Regions from separate parts of the Xenopus tropicalis genome. Here region 2 is linked to region 1. Evidence: chromatin contacts called from public Hi-C data. All regions are on one chromosome and are shown on one strand. Each heading gives the region's core, a stretch centred on a gene start, on an enhancer-like site or on the middle of the called end of the contact. The rest is flanking DNA. Distances are from core to core; before and after follow the strand shown. Region 1 overlaps rere (arginine-glutamic acid dipeptide repeats protein). Region 2 overlaps rere (arginine-glutamic acid dipeptide repeats protein).

Evidence for each region. Hi-C and Micro-C count contacts between places; a contact is called where the count stands out from the background.
Region 2: a Hi-C map of gastrula embryo shows a contact between it and region 1, with 2.2 times the contacts expected there. The contact joins two enhancer-like sites. A contact is called at or near these places in 4 of 5 Hi-C or Micro-C datasets (brain, gastrula embryo, neurula embryo and 1 more).

The regions. Positions count from the first base shown.
Region 1 is chr7:89,425,903-89,431,796 of UCB_Xtro_10.0, forward strand. It overlaps rere (arginine-glutamic acid dipeptide repeats protein), which reads right to left. Exons shown (of 24, transcript XM_031905585.1): 5 at 2,944-3,049; 6 at 2,125-2,221. Among named protein-coding and RNA genes, the nearest start is that of rere, 160 kb to the right of the region's middle. Within about 2 kb of position 3,974, at least 1 of the 11 cell types and tissues checked has an H3K27ac peak or open chromatin away from gene starts, as enhancers often do. A contact at or near this core is called in gastrula embryo, where this site is marked.
Region 2 is chr7:89,541,336-89,546,924 of UCB_Xtro_10.0, forward strand. rere (arginine-glutamic acid dipeptide repeats protein) reads right to left here. Exons shown (of 24, transcript XM_031905585.1): 2 at 4,961-5,100. Among named protein-coding and RNA genes, the nearest start is that of rere, 43 kb to the right of the region's middle. Within about 2 kb of position 1,991, at least 1 of the 11 cell types and tissues checked has an H3K27ac peak or open chromatin away from gene starts, as enhancers often do. A contact at or near this core is called in gastrula embryo, where this site is marked.

The DNA of each region.
Region 1 (5,894 bases), core at 2,724-5,223:
TAACACAATGGATTTAAAGGACAAGGAAAGTCTAAGTCACTTGGGGGTGCCAAAATGTTAGGCACCCCCAAGTGACTTAAATCACTTACCTTGTACCCCGGGCTGGTGCTGTTTTCTCCTAACAGGGGCACCAGCCCGGGGTACAAGGTAAGCGATTTAAGTCACTTGCTGAATACAGAGATGCTCAAACAAGCAATTCCCACAAGCCTACTGGGCTGTCAATTGCTTCCTATCTGAAATCATAGCATCCATATCCTTCTTAAAAGTGCCACACTGCTTAAAGGAGAACTAAAGCTTAACACATCACATTTTATCCTTGGGTCTTTCTGTACCAGGGTATGTGTCGGCAGTGAGACCCGAAGCTTCTACGTTTGAACAGAAGATGGCGCCCAGGTACGCAGCTGCACTGCTCTGCATTTTTAGGTTGGGGTTTGCGACACAGGCAGTTTTTTTACGTTACAGAGTTGCAATAAGGGAGAGGTAATGGGGGCCGAATTCAGAGTCACATTACTTGGCAGCAGCATAGGAGACCAGTGCATTATGTATCTGAATAAATGAACAATTAAGCCTTGTAGAGTCCGCTTCTGTGACAACTTTGCTTTCTGCTAATTTTTTGTTAATTACCAACAACCCCTAAGCTTAGTTTGTCTACTGCAGCCCAGAGCACACTGAGCATGTGCAGTGCCATTTGGATGCAAAAGCCTAACAAGATCCAAGATGGTGGAATTCCTGTGGACAAATTGGACAGCATAGAACATTACTGGTATAGAGTAACTGGAACTATGAGCTCAGCACACAAAATACAACATTACTTGAGATATTTTGTAGGCTTTAGTAAAAAAAAAAAAAACAAAAAAAATATAGTAAGTTTCTGCTCCCAATTATATCAGCCAATTCTGATTAATTCATTATCTGATTATTCTCAGCAAGTAATACCAAATCTGCTCTGAAGTGATAATGTTGTCTGTATGACAGCAACCTGAGCTGATCAAGTGAATTATAAAACTGTTATATAATATATGTTTGTGTGTATAAACAATTATTACACAACTTTTACATGTAGGCCAGTTGAATTAATGGGAAAAAGTTGATGAATGCTTTTATACAACAGTTTATGCATTTTTTTAAAAGCTATGATTGTTTGATAACATTACAAGTATGGGTCTGACTTTAATCATGGCAGGGGCTGTTTTGCATGTAGAATGTATAGCACTTGATAGCAGCATGATAAGTTAAATGCAAAGATTATCCAGTCCCTTGTCTCTAAATCCTGACACCCCAGCACAAGTTGGAGCTAATTTGCTTTGAAATCAGCAGCTCTGGCTATGTGGCTCTGAACAAAGCAAATGTCTCCAGATGGTTTTATTTAGGCACCATCTGAGTGTTATTATCAAGCAGATTACTTGGTTTCATGTTAACGGCATTCGTAACGCAAGCTGCCAAGAGCAAAGCGAATGCCAGTAAAAGAATTTCATCTTCACCTTTTTTAATTCTGCCTGAAACTGACCAGAACCCTTTATAAATGTCACTCCGAGCAGCATGAAAGTGACTGTGTATATTCTGTTCCATTAACAACTTACAACACCTCTGCTCTGAGCTGCTGTGCAAGCATGACAAAGGAATGCAAAACTTTTAGAATAACAGTGTGCGCCTGCTAGATTTATTTGCATTGAGCAAGAACTGCCATAGACAACCGCTGTAACCTGCAATGCACAGAGATGTTGACTGAATCCATACAAACATTTCTCAGAATCCAGGTATTATTATGCCAGGACCGCTGAATATGGGGAGAACATTATCACCTATGCTCTCGCAACAGAAAGTAAATCCTAGCATACAGAGTAACATCTATAGTTCTATATATAAAGCAAATGCCTACAGCATTTTAGCATGGAAAAGTATGCACAGAGTAAAAGTTAATGTGCAGGTACGATAAAAATCTTAAAGCAAATTTAGAACCTAGAAGCTGCTCCATGCAAATATGGTCTGTAATCTGGAATTGTGCACTGCATTGTATGGCTGAGTCTATGTAAGCACTTTATGATTGAATCATCATTATTTAGAAGTGGGGACTAGGCACACTGTAAATTCTACAGAAAATTAATGGCATGTTTAAGCACTCACCTGAGGTAAGCTGCATGGTATGTATCAACATAATCTGAGATAAACAGCTCTCTATTCCGGATAACTGGATCTGTGATTACCAGCTCTCGACCAGAATCTGTAGGCACAAACACAAATTCATTCAATTGCATGTGTACAACAAGAACTGCTTAAGTAACTATCAGTCTGCTTCTCCATGTGCTAGTTAGGTCATGACCAAATCTCCTGTTAATCACCCTAAGGATAAAATCTGTTGGAAAACCAGAAATTCTAAAGAATAGCAAAGGGGACTTCGAATGTTGGGGACATGACACTGCCATTAAACCAACGCCTTTTATCTCAAAGACATTAAGCTGACAATGTAACACATTCAGCATCAGAACTATAAATTCAATGCTATAATAGAGTTCACCAATAATAAATATTAGGTACAGGTGGGCAAATTGCTGCCCAAAACACAAAATCCATAGTATTATGTCATAATAACAGAGTATAGTAACCAAAACTATGCACTGCCCTGAATGGTCATTTTGACATAAATATGCATGAGTGTCAGCTAGAGAGAAATTAAAGTATTTAGGCGGAAAATGCACATAACAGATTTCTGTTTCCCCACACACTGGCTAAAATCTGCCCCATGTGCAATTAGCCCTGCATTTTTTCCTTAATTTTCTTTTTCTGTTGTCAAGGACTGTATCCATGATCTTCTTGCTGCTAGGCCCTCTCATGTATGGCTATTCTCTGTTCAACTTACTAACAGGCTTTAACCCAATCAGAGACTGGTAGGCATGCCTAACTATTACTGGGAGGTGAGGGTGCATGTGTGTTTTTGGAACTTACCATTTTCATTATGCCGGTCTTGTACCAAGTGCTGATAGACAGAGTCTGGCACCTCTGACTGGCGATAGTACCACTTCACATTCATCAGGAGATGGTCTCTCTTGCTCTAAAAAAAAAAAAAAAAAAAATGAATGGCAATGTAAACCTGAAGAAAATTAAACCTTTCTAGTATAGGGCAATAGATTATTTCAGTCATATTCTAACTTTGAAATGATATATTCTCTATAACCATCATAACAACTGCACTTATATTATTAAATACAAATATAAAAGCTACTGGAGTATTTTTTATTTCTACTATTGGCAAGATAACAAAAACAATTCCTTTATGGTTCATTAAACTCCACCTTAAAAAAGCTGTAAAAAAAAAAAAAAAAAAAGGAAATGTAACTATAGGTAACTTTCCTATGTGCATTTATTAAAAATGTAAAAAATATTTGTAACTGCTATTGAAAGCAGTATTTCTGACTAACTATTAGAACAATGTAGCTGAAGTCAATTCTTCTCAAGCAAAGACTCTAGCTCCCACAATGCTTTGCATGCATCTTCACAGGTCTGTTAATTAGCTGGCTTTTGTTACACTGTTTCGCTATACAGAACCAGCAGTGCATAGCAAGGGACACACAGATACTGCTAGTAATAGCGATGAAACAGTATGGCAGAGACACTGATAAACACACTGCAGCACTCCGATTCCGTGTAGAAAGTGTTTATTGTGCCTTTCTACATGGAATTGGAGTGCTGCAGCATGTTTATCCATAAGTTATAGTTGAACCTCAGCAGTGGGATCGGCAACTTGCACCCAATGCTACTATAACAAGCGCACGATATAGTGACACATTACCCATTTATAGTATGGCAGAGACCGTTCCTACCCCTTAAATACAGTTCCTAACTCGCTCTCCTGCTCAAGCTAAAAGTCTGACCCCATTCTGCTGCTGGGGATTCTCAAGCGGTCATATTACTATTGTAATAGAGATGTTGAATGCTTTCTTCACGTGAATATAACAAACACAAAGCAAGGCAACCTGCTGGGGCTTAAACAATATGCTTTTGTTGGAAGACTGTCTCGCTGTAACTATGCGTGAAGGACTGGCACACAAGAGAAAGCAATAATGAGGAGCCAATATATGTTTCCCATATTCCAAATAGAGCAGGAAGTTGAGAAAGGCCTAGAGGGAAATTAACATTCTTGCATGGTGAGGCAAACCACAACGTGTTTATTTATATTTCTCCTATGCAATCACATTTCATTTTTTTTTTTTACAAGTTGTAAGCCTGCACGAATATTTAATCCCACATGAGGCATATTTGTGGTTTTCTAAATGGGGAAGAAAGAAGCGGTGGAATGTTATTGAGTTTAAAGAGCCTTCATTGAAATATCTACACTGCAGTGGACAGTGAACTGTGCAAGTACTGAAGTGACCAAATGGTGGCAGCATTGTGCCAGGCACGGGCTCTTAGCAGTGATGATGTATTGACTTAAGACAGTGTCATAAAGATTTTAATACTTTTCTTATCTGGAAAAATAAGAGGAGGGGAGATGTGAACTAGATAACTAGTGCCTTGAGTCTAAGATGACAAATGCTCAATATTAAGAGATCATCAGCTGAAAATTTGTATTTTCTGGTATAGTATGCCTGCGTTTAGCACTGCTGCCTTGCAGTGAATCTGACCTAGGCACTATCCCTGTACCTGCGTTTCCACTGGGTACTGTAGTCTCAGATCGCACAAATGTAATAAGCATTGATTATAAGCTTCAATGGGGAAGGGACCAATATTAACTGTAGAACAGTGACATGCAACTTTATTCCACAAGACACAGAAACAAGAGCAATATCCAAGTGGCTATGTGAGCCAGATTAAAGGGAATAAATGGTAACTAAACATATATTATATACTCCCTTTGTCCTTGGCCAAAAAAAGTTTGCAGCTGGCCAATTGGCTGCCAACTTGGTTAGAAATGACCTAGTCTCAGCCTAGTACTGTTTGTGAATGGTCAGCTTTAGTCATGTGGTAAAAAAGTATCTCAACCTCAACCAGATGTGATGTAAAGCGGACTACAAGAAATACGACCAGAGCTAAAACAAACACCACTCCCCCTAATTACAAATTGACATACAATCTAATGCCTAGCCATTAAGGTGGCCATACACGCACCGATATTATCGTACGAAACCTCGTTTCGTACGATAATCGGTGCGTGTATGGCATGTCAGCGAGCCGACCGATATCGCAGGAAGCTGCTGAAATCGGTCGGCTCGCCGATCGGCCAAGTTAGAAAATTTTGATCGGGCGCCATAGAAGGCGCCTGACCAAAATTCTCCCTTCAGAGCTGAATCGGCAGAAGGAGGTAGAAATCCTATTGTTTCTACCTCCTTACCTGCCGATTCAGCCCTGAATGGGGTGTGGCGGATCTGACGATGTTTCGTGCGACCGACGGTCGTACGAAACATCGTGAGATCGCCACGTGTATGGCCAGCTTTATACACCCAACTCTGTACAATTAATTTGCTTTGTCACACAGAAGTTGCAATGTTTGCCCTTTTTCTTATCTGCACCCTTTGTAGCTTTAGGGCTCTGGCACAAGGGGAGATTAGTCGCGACTAATCTCCCCCAAATGCCATCCCACCGGCGAAAATGTAAATCGCCGGTGGGATGGCATACGCGGCGGCGCAATTTCACTGAAATCACACAAGTTTGGCAATTACGCCGCCGCGTATGACATCCCACCGGCGATTTACATTTTAGCCGGTGGGATGGCAATCCGGGGAGATTAGTCGTCCGCGAACAGGGAGCTTTGTCGCGGGCAACTAATCTCCCCTTGTGCCAGAGCCCTTATACATCACCTAGACAAATAGGCCAATAACCAGTATTTGCCCATGGCTATTAAATAGCTTTTTAAACCACAGTGGCAGATTAAAATAAACCACAAAGACAAACTGCAAAGC
Region 2 (5,589 bases), core at 741-3,240, 110 kb after region 1:
ACATCCCTGCTGCAATAAAATGATCATAGAGAATGAAATGGACACTTGCAGTGTGAGGTGGATCTAACCCCCAGTAAGACCATATATAGGTGCATGTTACTGCATCAGCAAGTTCATATTAATGAACGCGTAGTTTCACCGCGCCTGTTCAATGGGTATAATCAGCTGTGGCAGAGATGTCGGCCTCAATGGCTGGGCTCCTTTCTGAGAGCTCTTTGTTTAGTGGCTTTCTGTAGAAACGCTACAGCAATACTGACAAGTGCACGTACTGAGTACACAGATATGCTTGGATGTTTAACCAAGCTCGGAAAGCAGGCAATAACTATCCCGCCTGTTTTATGCTCATCTGAAACAAGCCTGGAAAAAAATACAGCAGCTAGAGAGTGATTAGTGCTGCCAACATATGCAAAATGCCAGCCTGGCAAACCGCTCTTTCATCTTGCACAGCTGGCTGCCATTTTACCTTTACAAATACAAGATGGTGAGTGTACATCAATCCTATGAATCAAGGGAATACCCACTGAATGATAGCAAAATCTACCTGTAAGGCATATATTTAACCACTGTGTCCAAAGGTCTTCTACAGACCTACACACAGGTTTCCACTTTTACTGAATAGTGCAGGGGATAAATCATTCAAGCTCTAAGGCTGAGAAAAACATGATAGAGTACAAGATCCATGTAATCCTCTTTCCTGTGCTGCAGTGCCTGCTAACAAGATTGTGCAGCCCTCACATTGGATCGGCTGCGCCGTGACCTCTGCACACAGCCACAATAACCAATATTAATACCAGGCTGATAGCACGAAGAACAGGATTACCATTTTTCAACAGCAAGCATCCCAACAGGAAAAGAAATGTTTGTTTAGCAGTGGCAAGGGTATGAACATCACAAATCATTTAACTCTTCTGCACACACCAATAGAAAAAGTTAATATATGCTTCATACTAAAAATACATTTTTTTTTCTAATTTGTAAAATCAACAATTTTCAAATATATTATATGTATACCTAAAGGAAAGTCACTAATGATAAGCTAACGTGGCAATGTGTACAGCTGGCTCCCAGACATGTGAGCGAGATTCATGCCCTTTAAAATGTGTATGTTTCCTGACATCATGTCAAGTGACCTCTATAGTAATTATTTCACTGTCTAATGAAACATTTGAATTCCCAGAGAAAAGGGGAGGGATGACACAGACTAATTGCACTTGGAAGCCTATTCAAACAGCCAGGCTATGTGAGTATTAAAAAAAACGCCATATTTAATGACCATTTTATTATGCCTCTCTGTGGTTGTGACATGAGGTCCTTATGTTTAAATTGGAATAGCATTGTTAATGCACTGAGCATCACACAAACCATAGGTCAGAGACAGTTAAGCACTATCCCTCTGGTTTCCAGTGGGGGTGACAAACTGTAGTTTAGCAAAACTGGTCAGGCCGCAGGGTGGACATCCCTGCAGCTCTATATAATCACAAAATCTTTGGGCTAATCCTTGGCCCACAGAGTCGCCTGTAAATCACCTATGCAAAGGCCTACCCTATCACTTCGGCATTTTTAAGTGTATTGCACAAAATTTTCTCCTGCAGGCACCTCCTCGCAACGCGAAAACGATGCATAGGCCTTTCCACTGGCAATTCATTTGTTGCCGATGGAAAGGGATTTAGGAGGGATAAGTGGCCCACAGTAGCATAGATCTATCGCAGGCAACTACATCTATCCATGGGACATAAGCCTCACTGCTTCCATCTCTTGTCCTCAGATAATTCTTAGGGACATGATTATCTGAGAAGAGGCAGGTAGGAGACACTCTGAAAATAAATGTTTGTTTGCTTTCTATTCAGTAAAGAAAAGGTAAGTAAGACATGAGCGGGAAAACGTCAATCCACATGAAAACAGTAAGAAACGAGGCAGCATAAAAGGGCTGGAATAAGTAATGAAGGAATCCCAGCCCTGTAGCTTCAACTCCATATGGCTTGAAAAGCTGATTGATGGTTCACCACAGGAGGGAGCGAGCGGTGCAGCTCCCTCCCTCAGCTCAATCTCTTCACAGAGCTTACAAAGGAAGGCAAGAGAACTCCATCTTGCAAATACACCTCCTTGCTCTAAGGGGCTACCTGCTAAACATCCTACGAGCAGACACAAATATCCTGCTACACACACACACACACACACCATCTACGCTTCCAGGTCTATTGTAGGTAATCACAGTTCAGGGACCTAGCCATGTCTGAGGTAAACCAGCAGTGTGCTCATTAATTATCTCACCTTTGTAGGCACATTTTTTTTTCCAAAAGGTCCATTTGATGAAAAGGACAAAATATAGTGTTGTTCTGACTCATAACATGTACAGCAGCCACAGATAAACCCCTTGTTAGCAATTAGCTGCTATTGGGGCCATCCAACAATGTCACTTATTCAACAAAGGCTTCCTGGCACCTAGTGAGACACTAGAAGATTTTTTTTTGCAGAACATAAATATTCTAATCTGTTCTGGCCTGAATAAAACTCTGTTGTGCAAGCGATTTGACAAAGAGAATCAATACAAGGATATCTGAAGCAAATTCCTTTAGAAACGAGCTGCACCTATCTTTGCATTTCAGTTAGCTTCTGCATGTGTACAGGTGTTTTTTCTGAGCTGATTTAGGCCTTATGCAGATCACTGATTTATATGCAAGTAAATGGATCCAAGGGGGATTTAGAAATCACATGCATTGGATACTGTTGAAGTGAATAATCTGTATTTTATTTGATGAAAATATACTCAAAACATTATGGTCATTTAAAAAACCTTTGGTGTTCCTGTCACAATACTCTCTGGCATAAAAACCTGTCTTCTTCTAGGCCCAAAAACAGATTCCAGGAAGCCTTTTTGTGAGCTACACAGCCTCACAACCAATGCAGCTGCACAATGCAGGCCAGTATTATCAGTTTGGTCTGCATGGAGAAGTCAATTTAACTAAAGCAGAACTCCTTCAGAAAGATACAGGAAAGGTAAGCCAAAAGTTTCCCTCTCATATACACATACATACAATATATATGTATATAAGACTGTTGCACAAAACAAGTTGTACATACCAAATTTAAAATCCCCGCAGACATATTTCTGAGGTATCATTCTGCCAAATGAAGTATACAGCATAGTGGTGATTGTTTATGTAAGATGCTGAGGCACTGGAATGATCAGAATGAACAAACATAAGCAGATACTCCAGCTGGTGAAAAACTGCATAAGCGGAGACTTTTCTGTACATTATTGATATTACTAAATACATTTCACTTTTCTTGGAAGCAAAGCATAACATTAAAAACAATACCATTAAAAACAACTAATTTGCATGTTTAAACATAAAGGAGAGTCACAACTTTTTAGGTATAAAACTACACTGGCAGCAATGTTTTTTAATTGCTCTTATTTTTGCTCTCCATGGGAAACTTCTAGATTGGCAATTGTCAAGGAAAGTGTGATGGTAGCTCCTGTACAACAAACAAAGAAGAAATGTTGCATGATCAGTTTGCAACAGTTATACACACCTTATTAGGAGAAAATAATGGAATACTAGTACAAAGTACACTCACCTCGCCTTTAAACATTATATGATACATAGAATGAAATCTAGGACAGGCCTATACTTTACAGTTTACAATCCAGAAGTAAAATTATGTTCTGCAAATTGGTCATCATTACGCTCATCCCACTGCCATTTCACATTGACCAGAAGGTTAACAGTTAAGGCTGCAGCCAACATAAATACACAGAGGAATAGAGGTAATCCTAAACATAGCAGCAGACAAAGGTCAAAAGACATTGCAATGGCAGCACAATTATCTGCTGTGATAAACTGGCCCCAAAGATTTTAGAAAATTGGATAATTAAAACCACCCCCCTCCCCCCCCATCAAATAATTAAGTCACCATCACATTCATGCACAACTAACATCTCCTCCTTCACATAACCACCTTGTAATAGGAGAGCATTTTCATTTACCTGTGACAAGAGCCAGAGTGGTACCAAAAACACAGTAAATGCGGCAAGTATCTCTTTTAATAAACTGTCACAGAAGAAACAGGGAAAATGTGCTTCCAGCTGAGAACAGATTGATGGGCACAGAATCCTTCAGGCATTAGACAGCATTATGCAGCTCACACAAGCTCACAGAGCTGTATTATTGGAGCCAGCACTCTCCGTCAAAGCCAATTACCCCTGGGAAAATCTGGGGAGAGGGGACTGGGCTTTATAGACACCTTCTGTAACTGTCAAATGCAGTCCACTGGAGGAAGGAGAATATTTCTGTTGTCTAAATCCCACTTGCATGATCTGTTGTACGCTGGCATTCTAAACAAACTGCCGGAGAAACTGCCGGAGAAATAACGCTTTGAGGTAAAATTAGGGATATCTGCTATTTTGGAAAGATCATTACTCTTCTGAACAGAGCTGTTAGCTACAAGAATCTGTTTAGTTAGAAAGTGACAGCACAGGTAACAAAATACCTGGTTGCCTTATTTTATTCACACTTTCACATAGAAAGCAAGTTTTTTTTCTTGCAATCTACACATCCACTTCTTTTCCTAAATAAGAAAATATCTTCAATTCAGTTCCTAAATGCACAAAAATCCCAATAACTACCGTTAAGGAGAGAGGTACTGGGTATTTATATTTTACAGTGATTCAACAATGGGAACCATTCCTGCAAGTGGCAGCAGCCTTGATAGATTTGTGGGGAAACCAGTACTAACCACTGCTCTTCTGTGACAAAAACATGATGAAAAATGGTACTATGCATTCCTGGCTTTCCCATACAATTATTTTTCATAAACATGAAACCACACATTAAACCACCAGTTCTATAACACAAAAAGCAGTGAAAATATTTATAGTTTTGCAAATCCTTTATCAAGCAGTATAAATCCCTTTAATTACATAATTAATATAGATGGCAATCTTCCAGGTATTTACCTTTGCATAGTTTCCTGTTCTTCTGCTATGTGTAATAAATCTGTATATAAATGGGAACTGCCATATTGTTTGTCTCAGTAGAGGCTCAAATGAAGAGTCACACAGCAGCTGTTTTGTGATCGTCTACAAACAGGTCTTAGCTGAAAAGAAATTTGGCAGATAATTTATAGAATTAGAGAAGAATTAGGCCAAATAAACAGGCATACATTATACAAATAAGTAGTTAACAGCACCTAGCTTTATATATATATATATCACCAAGATACTGTTCTTTGTTAGGGCTCTGGCACACGGGGAGATTAGTCGCCCGCAAAAAATCTCCCTGTTCGTGGGCGACAATGTAAGTCGCCGGTGGGATGGTACACGCGGTGGCGCGATTTCGGCAAATCGCCCAAAATGCCTCGCGAGGCAACTTCGGCGATTTGCCGAAATCGCGTGTGCCATCCCACCGGCGACTTACATTGTCGCCGGTGGGATGGCAACTCGGGGAGATTAGTCGCCCGCGAACAGGGAGATTTGTCGCGGGCGACTAATCTCCACATGTGCCAGAGCCCTTAAGGACTAAAGGACAATCACTTAGCTAGCATATCCAGTTCTTTTAGCAATAAACAGACACTCATTGGGACAGA